Linked DNA regions of Rattus norvegicus: region 1 is linked to region 2. A link is a contact called in public Hi-C data. All regions are on one chromosome and are shown on one strand. Each heading gives the region's core, a stretch centred on a gene start, on an enhancer-like site or on the middle of the called end of the contact. The rest is flanking DNA. Distances are from core to core; before and after follow the strand shown. Region 1 overlaps Egfr (epidermal growth factor receptor). Region 2 has its middle 18 kb from the start of Sec61g.

What was found. A called contact is a pair of places that touch in the nucleus more often than the background predicts.
Region 1: a contact with region 2 is called in a Hi-C map of liver, with 6 times the contacts expected there. The contact joins two enhancer-like sites. A contact is called at or near these places in 3 of 12 Hi-C or Micro-C datasets (liver and psoas muscle).

Annotation. Positions count from the first base shown.
Region 1 is chr14:95,415,897-95,420,276 of GRCr8, forward strand. The region is part of intron 1 of Egfr (epidermal growth factor receptor); the gene reads left to right. Among named protein-coding and RNA genes, the nearest start is that of Egfr, 39 kb to the left of the region's middle. Within about 2 kb of position 1,610, at least 3 of the 93 cell types and tissues checked have an H3K27ac peak or open chromatin away from gene starts, as enhancers often do. A contact at or near this core is called in liver, where this site is marked.
Region 2 is chr14:95,135,069-95,139,079 of GRCr8, forward strand. No RefSeq gene overlaps it. Among named protein-coding and RNA genes, the nearest start is that of Sec61g, 18 kb to the left of the region's middle. Within about 2 kb of position 1,318, at least 3 of the 93 cell types and tissues checked have an H3K27ac peak or open chromatin away from gene starts, as enhancers often do. A contact at or near this core is called in liver, where this site is marked.

The DNA.
Region 1 (4,380 bases), core at 360-2,859, 280 kb after region 2:
AGGCAGAGACCCACGTATTATTGTCCTTTCCCATGACCGTTTTGCATGGAAGGGGCTTCATCTGGAGTCTCAGCTTCCTCCTTTCTTGCCCCCAGCTCTTTGAAAGATCAGAAACCGACTGTTGGCATTTCTGAAAGGCTGCTTCAAGTGGCAAGCTGTGCTCTCAGCTTAGAATTATGCTTTCAGTAGGGTTTGCCATACCCTTGCTGCATAGGCCAGATGAGCTTGACCACATTCTCGGTGCTCGCCTCATGCCAAGCATCATACCGCAGGCACTGTTTCTCCATTTTAGTGTTTGCCATTAGCTTGGAGAGCGGCATCCTGGATCCTTTAAATAGGGAGAAAGCCTGGGAGGACCACAAATGTGAAATAGTATCTCAACCAGTTCAAAAACTGCCAGTTCAAGCCCAGGGTTGGATGTTTCTGAAGCCTGTTTGCTCCGCAACACCACATGGCGTTTCCGTTTTTTCCATTTGAGATACAAATCAAACTAACAGATGGGGGTGAAGTTACAAAAAAATAAGAGAAATGAAGAAATCTATGCCCGGAAGCAAGAATATCTAACCCTCATTACCCTGGCTCCAATTTTACCTCTTGTAATTTCCCTGTTTTTCTGCCTTTTGGTTCGTTTTCTCTCCCCCGAGTTTCCTGTTTGAATCCTCTTCCCTGGGAAAGCCATTTGGTTCTAGTCTTTTATTTCACTCTGGCCCATCATTTAGGTAGAACCACATGTGTTGATGTGATTGAAATGGTAGAGACGTTTTTAGACAGAGGTAGAATTGTGGGAGGACGAGATGAAAAGGCCAGGTGTGGGAGAAGAAATCTAATGAGCCGAAATGGGATTTTTAAGTGAATGCTAAATGTACAAGTCAGAAAACAGCCTTGCTCTCGTGAGAGCCTCCTGAAGTGTTTTAGCATAAACATATACAAAAGTCACAGCTGACCTAGATCCAACCACCATGCGATCTCCTAGGCTGCAAGGCCAGTGGAAAGGGCATCAGAAGCCCAAGAGGAAATGTCTCTCTCCGTGCTGGAATTGTTCAGTGAGAGGAGGGGATGGGGTTAGTGATTTACAAAGAGGAGTTTACTCCTAGACATAAAGGAATGTAGAGGAGCCTCTGCCTCAATACAGGAGGAGCACCCTAGATTCTACATTTCACATGCCTTCTTCCTAAACTGAAAAGAAAGCTAAGATCACGCTAACTCTTGATAGTAACACATTTGTGTTGACCTTTCACCTCCTCATGCAGCTCTTGGGTAGTAAAATTCTAATAGGAAAATTTGCATCAAGTTTTGTCAGACCTTTTAGCTGAACGGATGCCTTTTTATGATACCCAGAAAAAAATAATGCCTCTTCTATGGGTGAATTTCTAATACGGTTCTTGGGTCCTGTTAGCCAAATAGAATTTTAACTCACAACACTTGTGCCATGTTCCAGTTATGCAACCGTTGCTGTTGTGTCCATCCATGGAGAATAATTAACAGAGCAGCCATTTCCGATTTCACTGATCTCGACCTGGATGGTTTTACGGGACATCCTGTGTTGCTTTGTTATATTGGACGTGCAGGCAGAGAGCACGCTGGGTCTTCTCGGAATCCATTCTCCCACTCAGGAGGTACATGAAGAAACACTCATAGACTGTGGGTAAACTTGGTCTAAAGGGGACTCTGTAGAATGTGTGTACTTGTTTTCTTACTTTGTCCTCTGAACTCAAAATCAATGCTCAGCCTTTGTGTAAGTCATGGTGACCAGCAACTCTTATTTTCCACAGTAGTTGAAAAATGCCTGGGAGGTGCATGAAGACACCGTGAGGCAATTATACCACAGCAAGACAAAGACTGCTTAATGGCTTAACTGTGTCTTTTCACCCAGCGATCTCAGCCTACTGACATATAGAAAGTCTAACACAGGATATAAAAAGAAAATCCACACAGAGAGAAAGTAGATGGAAATTTAATGGTTCTTATCATCCATGTAATGGCAGGCAATTCACAAACCAAAGCCCAGAAGATGAACGTGTTCCACCATTCTTCAGCAAGGCAGCCTCCTGCGGGCTCCTTTTGGGCTCCTGGGAAAGGTCCACCTGGCGAGCCACCCTGCAGCCACAGCTAATGAAGCCTGAGGGATGGAGTGAAAGTAATCACCTCAATAAACACTCACCTGGGCGTCCAGGTGTCCACCTGAGTCAGACCGAAAGCGACTTTGTTTTTTTGCTGATTGCACGTTCCTGAGAAGTAGAAGGGTCTGAAGTAGACGGGAGTTCCCTGTACTTTCTGGAAAATGTAACTGGAATGTTTTAGATTTCCTGGAGAATCTTGCTGAATTCTGGGTGTTAATGTAGAACCTCAGGTGTTGTAAGTGAATTCCTTCCAGGGAAGAGAGAAGTAGCCAAAGAGTGTTAGCTAGTGACTCACCAACCCTGTGGAAATTCTCTGGGCCAGTTAATTGCACTGGGTGACACTAAAGAGTTAATGAGCTTCCAAAGCCTCTAATTTATCAATCCCAAGGAAACATTCACTCCCAGATCAGAGTGGCTACTAACACATTTGTATCTTTAGAAAGACGGGTTACATTTTATATTAAGAGTACAAAGAATGAGTTAGAAAGTTACTAGAGACTGACAGTGTTCCTCATTTTGATACACTGATTAAAGCACCGATTTTGAAACTATTTTCAAATGGAAGCGGACAGTAGAGTAAGGAAGCGGCTTGGTGGATAACTGATCTCTAGTGGAGAACACACCTCTAGAGGCATCAAGCAAGCCAGAGAATTGGGGGGATGGATTATCCCGTAGGGAAACACGGGTGTTTGCTGCTTCTTCTCCTGAGGACCAGCATGCACTTCTTCACCAGCATGGCTCATGGTGAGGAAAACACAGGGACAGCACAGTAAATTATAGCTTCTAACCAAACGAAGCTGAGTCACCCAGCGTTTGTCAAGGTAGAACTATTTTTCTGCCCCACATTCCTTTTACTCTTCTTGTTACAGCTTCAGGGCAGGGGGGTGTGTCAGTGTATGTGACACCTGCCTCCATGCGTCATGAGAAGGACAATCTCCAAAAGGCAGGAGAGTTCTGGAGTGTAAATGGTTTTCCCCCTACCAGTGACTAGAGGGCTAAAGTCCAATTCAGAGGGATATCTGTGCAAGCTGGTAAAAGCGTCTCCATGGACATGGGGCTGCAGTGTCCTGTATATCAGTCAACCTGATTTCCTCTCTTTTGCTCAGGACTTCACCAGCTGATCGTATTGTCTTCATCGGTAACGTAGCACTTGCAAATAACCATAGCCTAGACTGAATTCTGTGTTTAAGGTAACCATAGACCCGACTCTGAAGAATTACTACTGTGTCCACAACATTGTGGCATTGAATATCAAATTGGTCCCTTGCTGGTCTATTATTTTCAGACTTACTAAATGAAAATAAATACATTCTGGGAAACGTGCTTTGGCCGCTTATTACAGGCAAACGGTACTTACCTGGAGATATTGAATCCTTCCTGGAAAAGGAAGGCCATCAACCTTCCACCACACAAATCTTGTTTCCAAGTCAATAAAATTTAAAATCGGGACTGGCAAGAACTAGTTCAGAGCACACAGCAATTGATTGCCTTCCATGGGTCCAATGTCATAAAGTCATTTCATTTTACTGTCAGTTTGATTTGCTGCGCTAAAGGGGGATAGTTTAAACTCCTTGCACTGACATTAGGAGGACACTAAATTCTTTCTACCCTTGGTTGCAGCTAGACAGATCCTGGTTCCCTTCGCAGTATGAGATGTAGAGGGGTCAAACATAAAAGAGTTGCCCTAGCACCAACTGTTTTGGCTAGTTGCATCAGCTGTGGAACTGAATATCTTTCCTGGCTGTTCCCGAAGTCAGTTGTATGGTATTTAACAGTATTTAACAGTAACAAAAAGTATCTTTGTCTTTAACAGTAACAAAAAGTCCTGACATACAGCCCTGGCCATTGTAAACAGTGCAGTGTGAAAACAAGCATGCTTGAACGCTTACGGGTATTCCCAGACCGCACAGAGGTGAAACCCCAGAGCTCCATGTTGAGGTTATCTTTTCAGGAGGAAGGCCTGGGGCTGGAGTTCTAGTCACCGCCACACATTCCTGTGTGGGGACAACACAGTGAGACCCAGTGTAAAGTCAAAGCACAGGGAGGCTGCTTACGTCCAAGGAACAGAGCTAGTCAGCCAGCTTCATATTAGCATCTCTGTGTAAAGAGGAGAGAGGAGGGACAAGGAGGGGAAGACATTCTGTTTGGAATGAGGAGATCTTGTGTGAAATTTCTAAGTCCTCTTGGTTAGTCACCTCTTCATTTTTTTTGTATTCCCCCCCCCCATGGAAAATCTGCTTTACTATTACTATTGCTGTTA
Region 2 (4,011 bases), core at 68-2,567:
ACCCTCCCTACTTCCCCTCATTCCCTTTCAGTCACTGTTGTCCCGTTTTTATTTTCTATTTAATACAACGCATCTTCCCACCCAAACCTCTATACTTACTTCTTTCTTTAACTGCCCATTTGTCTTCTCTTATTCCTGACTTAATTTATTTCTGTTTCCTAAATAGAGTTCTCTCTGGTTGTCCTCAATAAAATCATCCCAACTGACCCCAACCTTCTGTAAACTACTGTATGGTTTTGTTTCCTTCACAGCATTTAACGATAATAGAAAATATGCTTATTTGTTTCAGCATGAAGAAGTTGACACAAGATAAAGTTTAGTATTCAAAAGCATTCAGAGAAGAGTATATTTTGCACATGCCCTGACCCCTTTGTTAGTTATTAAAGATTAGTCTACACATATGATGGTCTTAATGCCTTAGCCACAATGCCAGTAAAAACCACTGTCTCAAGGTGTTCTATGCCTATGTAGAAGAAATATCTGTAAAGTACCTGTTTGGAGAAGTGGCTTTGTTGTTTAAAAAAAAAAAAAAAAAAGCACTGTCAAAATCTACAGAGCTTCCAGGGACTAAGCCACTACCTAAAGACTATACATGGACTGACCCTGGACTCTGTCCCCATAGGTAGCAATGAATATCCTAGTAAGAGCACCAGTGGAAGGGGAAGCCCTGGGTCCTGCTAAGACTGAACCCCCAGTGAACTAGACTATGCGGGGAGGGTGGCAATGGGGGGAGGTTTGGGAGGGGAACACCCACAAGGAAGGGGAGGGGGGAGGGTGATGTCTGTCCGGAAACCGGGAAAGGGAATAACACTTGAAATGTATATAAGAAATACTCAAGATAATAAAAAAAAAAAATCTAAACCTTACTCTCATTTATTATTAGCTGAGAGTATCAGGCATAGCCAGTTAGAACAGGAATTGGAAAATATTTGATGAATAAGCAAAAGAGAAATAGAACGAGGAACAAGAAAGGTCATGAGTGGAAAACCAAGTGAAATTTAAAAAGGTTTTACTCGTCTGAAAGTAGGCCTTGGAGCCAGTAGTGAGTGGAACCGGAGTTTCCTGCAAGCCTGTGACTGAAAGAAGCTAAAGGAGGGGTTTTAAGGTTTTCTGTACAGCAATGAAAACTCTCAATCAAGCAAAATTCTTTACCAGCCATACCTCCTTTTTTCCTTTAACTTTTATTTTAAGCAAGTCTTCCACTGAATCTAACAGCACCAATTTGGCTAGGCTGCTTAGTTTGCAAAGCCCCAGGGATCCCTGTCCTTTCCTCCCCCACACTAGAATTAGAGGTATGCTCCATTGCATCAGACTTTTTCATATTGATTTTGGGACTGAACTCCGGTCTTCAGGCCACAATGCCCATGGGCATTGTGCAATGGGTTCTCCATGGTGAGGGGTTCTTCTGAGGCTTCTCCATAGAAGACATGAGAGCCAGGGTGACCAGATTCCCAGTTTTGGAACTGTACTAAGAGACTTGATGTGCGTTGTCTCTTCCATAGCTCTTTGCTATCGGCCAGAGCTTCATGATGTCAGAGGAAGGTGTTAGATTCTTTGAGAGACATGCACAGTTACCCACAGCATGAAGAAAATCTTTATTCTGTCTTGTTTATCTGAAACTAGGATCACAGTATGTTCTGCTTGGTTTTGGCAGCAAGGGTGATAATGAGGTTGTTTCCGCTGTTACAAGGTCAACACTGCTAATGTTCATGGCATCAGGGCCAGTTTTGAACTACTTGTAAATTAAAAAGTAAAAATTACCCAGGGAAAGAGATGAGCTAAATCCGGAAGTGAATGAGTAATATCGCTGGTTGAAAGTACTCATCAAGTACCTGATCTCATGATCAGATTCATATTTGTGTGTGTGTGTGTATCTGTTTTGGATTTCTTGAGACAGGATCTCTCTCTCTCTCTCTCTCTCTCTCTCTCTCTCTCTCTCTCTCTCTCTCTCTCTTGTCTAGGCTGGCCTGGAACTTCTGGTAGTCTTCCTGCTTCTTTCTCCAAAGTATTAGAATCACAGGCTTGAGTATCTACTCTCAAATTCAATTTCATCTTTTGAGGATTTCTCCTTGTAGAATAGGATTTATTCTGGAGTTCCTATTAGGAATCTAATTGCCCTCAAGACACAAGTATAAGTCCCTTGGATAGATGTTATTGACATATAAAAATTGTAAGAATTTAAACTCTAATTTGTAAGAATTTAAAATGTAAAATGTGTAAAAATTTTCAGAGTGTTGAAAACAGTGAAAGGGGCTGGGATGAGAATATGGCTTAGTAAACTCTTGTCTTCCAAGCCTGAAGACCAGAGTTCAATCCCAAAATCAATATTAAAAAACCAGGCACAATGGAGCATACCTATAACCCTAGTGTTAGTTTGCAAACTAAGCAGCCTAGTCAAATTGGTGCCATTAGATTCAGTGGAAGACTTATATTAAAAGAAAAAAAAAGAGGTGTGGAGGATAAAGGTTTTTGCTTGATTAAGAGTTTTTGTTGCTGTACAGAAAATCTTAATTTCATGTAGTCCCATCTGTCGATACTTGAGAGTAGTTTCCCAGCTGTTGACCTTTTGTTCAGAATGCTCTTGTTTGCCCCAGTGTCTTAGGTATTCCCTGTCTTCATCTAGAATGTCAAGCATTTCAGGTTCTAAATCAAAGTTGATCCATTTAGAAGAGATTCTTATTCAAGGTAAAATACCTGAATCCAATTTCTGCAAGTACAAATGGAGGTTGCCAGAACCACGTGTTAACTAGGCCACCTTTTCACTGTGTTTGCCTCCTCTCTTAATAATTAGGCAGGCATAGCTTTACTGGTTTATTTGGGGGTCCTTTATTCTGTTGCCTTTGTCCACCAGTCTGCCTTTTATGTCAGAATTAGGCTGTCTTTATCACGATAGCTTTGTAGTATAATTTAAGGCGAGGTGTTGTGATAACACCGTCTGTTTCCTTACTTCTTAGACTTAACTTAGCTAACTGTGGTTTTCGGTAATTCAGTATGAATTCTAGTTCTGTGAGATATGACATCATAATTTTGATAGATATAATAATATGTTTGCTATACTTTAGATAAAGAGCTGTATTAGTTATTCTTTTTGGTTGATACCATTAAAGTGTCATGGCCAAGGCAATTTAACAAAGAAAGGATTTCTTTTACCTGATATTCTAGAAGGATAAGAGTCCATTGTAGCGGGGAGGCATGGCACCAAGGAGGCAGGATATTTGATCACATTGTGTTATTTACTGGAAAAAATAAAACCTGTTTCTAGTTGTGATGTAGGTCAAACTAGCACACACCTTTAATCCCTCTGGCTGGAACACAAACAGGCCCTTGGCACATACCTTTAATCACAAACAATGGAGGTAAAGTTAGTTTGCAGGAGGCAGAACCCATGTCTGAAAGTGATGTCTAGTTGACTGACTGAAAAACTGATGAGTCATAGAAGAGTTTGACAAAATGAGTCAGCAGACATTGGACACGCCCAACTCTTATGATAAGAGACCGGAAAGGGAAGCTACTTAAGAGAGCAAGGTGAGAGGTGTATGGGTGAGGGTGCAGGGGGAAGGGGGAGGGAGGGAAGAAGAGAGAAGGAGGAGGAGGGGAGGAGGAGGAGGAGGAGGAAGAGGAAGAGGAAGAGGAGGAAGAGAGTTATTCAGAGACAGGATGAAGAAAGAACAGGCTAGACACAGGTAAAGTCAGAATGAGTCAGAGCGTTAGAAGTAGCCAGAAGATTAGAACAGATTGCCAAAGTTAATATTAGGTCCAGAGCAAAGCAATTCAGGAGAAGTTGAGAGAAGCCAGATTGAATCAGTTAGCATGGAGAGGAGTTTTGAGCCAGAACAACTGAGTTGAACTAGCCAGCAAGAGTTCAGAAAGACCAAGAGAGTGTGAGTTTACTTATCAGTTAAGCCTCAGAGGCTGAAAACATTCTAAGCCTAGATTAGATTGTATGGAGGTTAGAAGCTTCCAGGACTAGGCCTAGGTTAGCAGATGGAGGCGGTAAGCCTCTGAGACAAC